Regions from separate parts of the Oryctolagus cuniculus genome. Here region 1 is linked to region 2. A link is a contact called in public Micro-C data. All regions are on one chromosome and are shown on one strand. The core of a region is the stretch at or near the end of the contact, and the rest is flanking DNA. Distances in the headings are between cores, read along the strand shown.

Region 1 (2,700 bases), core at 174-2,673, 87 kb before region 2:
ATTAGGATGCAGCTCCTACAATTAAATCCTAGTGGCTTTGTAAGGGACTAAGACACGTGTTCCCTTTTGCCCTGTGACACTCTGCTGCCTCGGACTCAGATGCAAACTCATGGAGCTGCCTGACGTTGGGCTGTGAAGCCCCAGAACAAGAAGCCAAAATAAACCTCCTACCGTCATAAATAGCGTGTCCTGGGCATTTCAGCAGTAACAACAACAAAAACCTGACGAATGGAAAGAGTGAAGAGAGAAGCGCCCCCTCCCCCAAAGCATAAGGGACCCAGAGAAGCCTGGGGAGCCGCATTCAAATTGCAGCGGGAAGGAGAGAGAGACGGAAGCAGCTTTGGCTCAGTGTCTTGGGGGCATCACTCAGATCCCACGAATCTTGCCTTCTGCTACCTGTGGGCTGCGTCATCTCCTTCTGTAGCCAAGACACTGTGAAATTCCTGACCCAGAAAAACTGCAAGACATAAGCATTCACGGTTGTTTGAAGCCACCGAGTGCCCGCGTTAATTGGTTACACTGCAATAACTAACGAATACCACCGGACAGTGTAGAAACAAGGCCAAGAAGCAGCCGCCACAGCCAGATTGCTCAGTAGGTACCGGACCCGCTTAATAAGAGAATCATGAGAAAGTATCTGTGGGAATCAGATTGGGTTCACGCCCGCGGGCGCCCTGTGGAAGAGCAGAAGGAAGCTTGGAAGCCTCAGTGCCAGAGGGGGACCCCCAGCCAGTCTGGGGGATCTCATCGCCAGCACACCCGGCACCCTGTTCTCAGCTGGGAATGCACACAGACAACCCCGCCCTCCGCGGGAGCTCCCATGATTCTTTCCCACCCCCACTACTTCCTCCTGACCTCTTCGTGCAGGCTGAGCGCCCCGAGTCTGGCCCTACACCCTGCCTTTCATAGCACTTCAACCTTCCAATCACCCTGATGTCTCCAGGGCTCTGCTGGGCTCCAGGCCCTGTCTTGTGAGGGCTGCGTGGCATTGCCCTTACCCAGCAGCCTTGGAAGACTCCAATAGCACGAGAGGCCAGCTCACCTCATGCAATTCACTCAGCCGCTGGCCCGTGGCGCAGCTTCTGCTCAGCAGTGGGGCCCTGTTTCCATGGAGTGATAGGAAACGTGCTTATGTGGCGATTTTCATGTGTGTCCGTGGTCTCCGTGTACGTACAACTCCTTCAAACACCTGTCTGCAAATCAGTAGTCCTCCATCTTCCCTCTCCTTCACCATTCTCATGAAAACCTGCTTCTTTTAGGGAGGGTGCTCTTATCACTCAGAGGCAAGTGAGATTTGGGGGTGGTTCACGGCACTTGGGCATTTGATACGGCCTTCAAGGAGCCAGCTGCATTGGAAGGAAGTTCTCCCCTCTACGTCCCCAGAGAATCATTCTGAATTGCTTTGGGCCAGTGCCCAGAAATCTCCCCAGCTCGCAGCGCTGAGAACTCCTTGAGAAACAAGGCTAAGCTTCTCTCAGCCACCAGCACTGGCCCTCAACACTTACCATGATCAAAGATCGCTTCAGTCTCCCCGGGCTGTGCCGTGGGCGGGTAGGTGAGGAAGTCGTGGGACTGGCAGAGCCCTCTGCCTATTTACTGAGGCCCAGGGAATCGGGTAAACGGCAGTGAATGATGAGGGCCTAGATTTTTATGGCATATCTATAAAGCAAAGAACTTTTCTATATTATAAAATTTAGTAAGCTCTTTGTTTCCCCCAGCAATAAATTCAGCACCCCCCCCCCCCCGCCAAGAACTAGCTTTAGTATTTTATAGACCAAATTGAGCTACACTACACACGGGGCTGCTGAGATGAACACAGCATTTTTGGTCATATTTCTCTTTAACCAGATTTACCACATTTCATTACTTTGCTGCCTACTATTTCCCCATGGCCCCTAAGGAAATAAGCAGATGAAATTGAGAGTAAAAACAACATAAAATAGGATATTCAATACCCCAGGTTGCATGTGCCCAATCCGGTCACACAATGATCAAATTTAGCTCCAGTTAACCTGATTCCAAGTGCAGTTCAATTGCAGGGCTGTGAGAAACAGAACACTTGTTCTACTTTATCAAAAAGTATTTATATTGGAACATGGCTTTGAGTTTCCCTGCTTTACAGGAGCATTAACACACAGCGGGCAGGTTTTACCCAGAGGTTGGTGAATGCTGCATTCACACATTAACATGACTGAGCGCTTCTGTAGCCAGGGAGGCCAGTAGCCAGCGTCCCCTCCCCTCACGCACACCCCCCTACAGCACCTCTGACCTGCTGTGTCTGGGAAGGCAGAAATGTCCATCTTGTTTGGGAGCCATGATGCTTCGGATAGGCAGCTCCGTTTAGACTTAGTCCCCTCAAACTTTGCCGACCTGGAACGTGCATCATCACCTTGTTCGAAGCGAGGCCCCAGTGAGTGAAGAATCTGTGTAAGCCGAGGAATTTTCAGATGTCTAAAGCTAATTCTGTAACAAGGGTGTGTAATTTCTTCATAAGAAAAGGGAGGGATGGGGTTTCCAGATCAAGTGGGTTCACTTTTGCCTGGACTGGTTTTAATTAACTGGTAATTCCGCTGCACAGTATGGAGATTGACCAGATGGCCCCGCGGATGCGTTCAGACCTGCCTGCCGTTTACTGAGTTTCCAAGTGTCAGGAGAGCAAGGCCATTCTCAACATCACTGCACAGCGAGGCGCTGGAATAC
Region 2 (2,759 bases), core at 59-2,558:
TCGGTGTTATTGCAAAGCACAGAGCACAGAGCCAGGCAGCTATGGCTCGGGGTCCCCGAGGAGTTAAGGGTGAAGGCTCTGGGGCTGAGACGTGCGATCAGCTCATGTCCAGGGGTGCTCCTGACCTCCCACTGATCGGTCAGTGATGCCACACCCTGTAGGGAACTTATGATGGCCAGGTGGGCTTCAGTTGGTCAAGGTCAGGGGAGAGAAGGGAGTCAAGTAAGTGGGTGTTACCTTTGGTCCCAGACCTGGAAGTCTCCTAAACAAAGCCCTCCGGACAACACTGGCTTCCAAGGTTCTTATCTATTGGAGAAGCAAGTGACTCCTTGAGTCCGGTGATGAGCACCCTGTCGGGCCAGCTGCATCATTCCCCCAAGTCAGTGAATTCCTTTTGATACAGGACAGGCAAGGACACCTTGGGCTAAGGGAGACAGACAAGAGGCCAGGTCCTGCCTTTACGTTGTAGGAGTTCGGTCTCAGTCATGGCTTTTGACAAAGACACAAAGCTGCATTCTACATGCTTGCCAAGGTACCTGGTTACTCAGGAAGAAAACCCTACACAATTCCAGTCGACGCAGCAGTGGGGCAGCTCTGGCCAAGTGAAGTTGCCTTGCCCCTGCACAGACCAATGAACACGCTGCTATCTAGCTCCCTCCCCGCGTCCGGGGTCTCCCTTTGCAGCCTCACTCTTCCTTCTATCCTGCCACGGTTCCCCTCTTTCACTCCTCCTGCCAAACGCATTATCCTTGTTCCTTTGCAGGTCCCAGTCTTAGTGGGACTCCTGCTAGGCTGCCCACAAGCCTTGCGTGCCCCTTCACGTCAGTGCATTGTAAATTCCAGAGGTGTCGGCTCTGTTTGCTTGGGCTGGGAGGCTGCCTGCATTTCCTGCTGCTCAGCCACTGTGCTGGTGTGGATGTGAGGAACAGGGCGGGGCAGGCAGTTCCCCGCCTCCAGCGGCTCTTTGTATCAGAGGGTGAGCCTCTCCCTGACATGTTGAAATGGCTTGTCTCATCATGATACAATCAGAAGCAGATTTTTTTTTTTAATAACATCTAGTATTTTCCATACTCCTAGCTCCTGACATTTTTGGCAATTTCACAGCTTAGTTGCAAGTTCACAGCTTAGTGCTAAACAGCAGCCTCTTTCCTAGGGAGTTTAACATTAGAATGTTAGTGTCCACTCACAGTCTCTCCTCTCTGACACAAGCCAGCCTCAGACCAGAACATCCGCACCGAGGGAGGCGGGAATTGTGATCTATCGCCTACTTGTCAATCTCCCGCCTGCCTATTTCCTCCTCCCAACCCTGCGTCTTTAACTGTTTTGGGACCTCCAGGACAGAGTTGTTTAGAAGGAACCGCAGTAGTGGTAGGCATCCTTGTCTTGTTCCTGCTTCCTGTAACTAAATCCAGTATTTCATTTTTACAGTTGAAGCACAGGTACAACAGATATTGGGAGATTTGAAGACCCCGTCATGAGGGTCTTGCCTACTCTTTTATTCCAAAGTGCTTGATAATCATCAACTGTACAATTTCTAACCGATCTTAGCTTCTGTGTGCTTTTTAAGATGTTTATTTGAAAGGCAGAAAGACACAGACACACAGAGAGAGCTCCCACCCTCTGGTTCACTTCCCAAATGCCCACAGCCAACAGCCAGGAATTCACCAGGTCTTTCTTGTGAGTGGCAGGGGGCCAAGCCCCTGAGTGATGCCAGGAGCCGGAGCCAGGAATCAAACCTAGGACTCTGATACGGAATGAGGGCAACCTAATCAGTGTCTTCAGTGCCAGGCACAGTGCCCTCCCCATAGTTTTCTTTTAAAATCAGCAAACATAGGACTGACTTGTGTGTGTGTGCTATGAACTAGGACACCAGTATTAATCTGTATAACCCCATCATAATCAGCATGTAGAATAGTTCTGCCACTCGAATACCTCCTTGTGCTACTGTTGACCACAGTCTTGACCCAGCCCTACACCTGCTGCATCCCTAAGTTTTGGCATGTTGTGCATTTGCTGTAGTGCATCTCAGAGTATTTTCTAATTATTGTGCCCATTGATTATCAGACGCTTATTAATTATCCTGGAGACAGCAAGCAGGTCAGGAGTGCAGGCCGGAGCTGGGGATACAGATGTCGGGAGTCATCGTCACAAAGGAGCCATTTACAGCCACGAGCGTGGATGCAGTGGGGGGAGTGAGAGTAAGCAGAAACAGCAGTCCCAGGCCTGTGCTGTGGCCACGCACACAGAGCCCGAGGGCTGGAGGATAAACCGGTGAGTGGGATGAGCAGGTCGGGCGAGTCCTGGGAGGCAAAGAGGAAAGAGCTGGTTCAGGAGGGAAGGAGCCATACGGCTGTTGAGTGTCGGTGTTACAGCACCTGCAGCTGTAACTCTGGGAGGAGCGGCGTGGGCGAGCAGTGGAGGAGGACAGGCAGAAACGGGCGGTATGGACAGCGTCGGCCGTGAGGGATGATTCTCGTAAGTAGTGCAAGAGAAATTGGGCCGCAGATGGAGGCCGGGAGCTTGGGTGAGAGACATGCTTGCCTTCGGATGGGCCCGCTCCAGGGCGGAGGGGACCTGATGACGAAGCTGCTGGAACAGAGAAGCAGCGGCAGAGCAAGGCCCCTCACCACCCCCTGCTCTGTAAGCACCGTGGGAAACGGATGAGACAGCAGCCTCTCGGCCGACCTTGTCGGAACCTGGCGCTTAACACGGGCTCGCAGCAGTCCTGGGAGCACCGACAGCTGAGCGTCAGTCAGTAC

What was found. Hi-C and Micro-C count contacts between places; a contact is called where the count stands out from the background.
Region 1: a contact with region 2 is called in a Micro-C map of ear pinna, with 3 times the contacts expected there. The contact joins two enhancer-like sites. A contact is called at or near these places in 6 of 6 Hi-C or Micro-C datasets (ear pinna, embryonic fibroblasts, liver and 3 more).

The regions. Positions count from the first base shown.
Region 1 is chr10:4,388,949-4,391,648 of mOryCun1.1, reverse strand. No RefSeq gene overlaps it. Among named protein-coding and RNA genes, the nearest start is that of C10H18orf63, 61 kb to the left of the region's middle. Within about 2 kb of position 1,423, at least 2 of the 8 cell types and tissues checked have an H3K27ac peak or open chromatin away from gene starts, as enhancers often do. A contact at or near this core is called in ear pinna, where this site is marked.
Region 2 is chr10:4,301,975-4,304,733 of mOryCun1.1, reverse strand. No RefSeq gene overlaps it. Among named protein-coding and RNA genes, the nearest start is that of DIPK1C, 16 kb to the left of the region's middle. Within about 2 kb of position 1,308, at least 1 of the 8 cell types and tissues checked has an H3K27ac peak or open chromatin away from gene starts, as enhancers often do. A contact at or near this core is called in ear pinna, where this site is marked.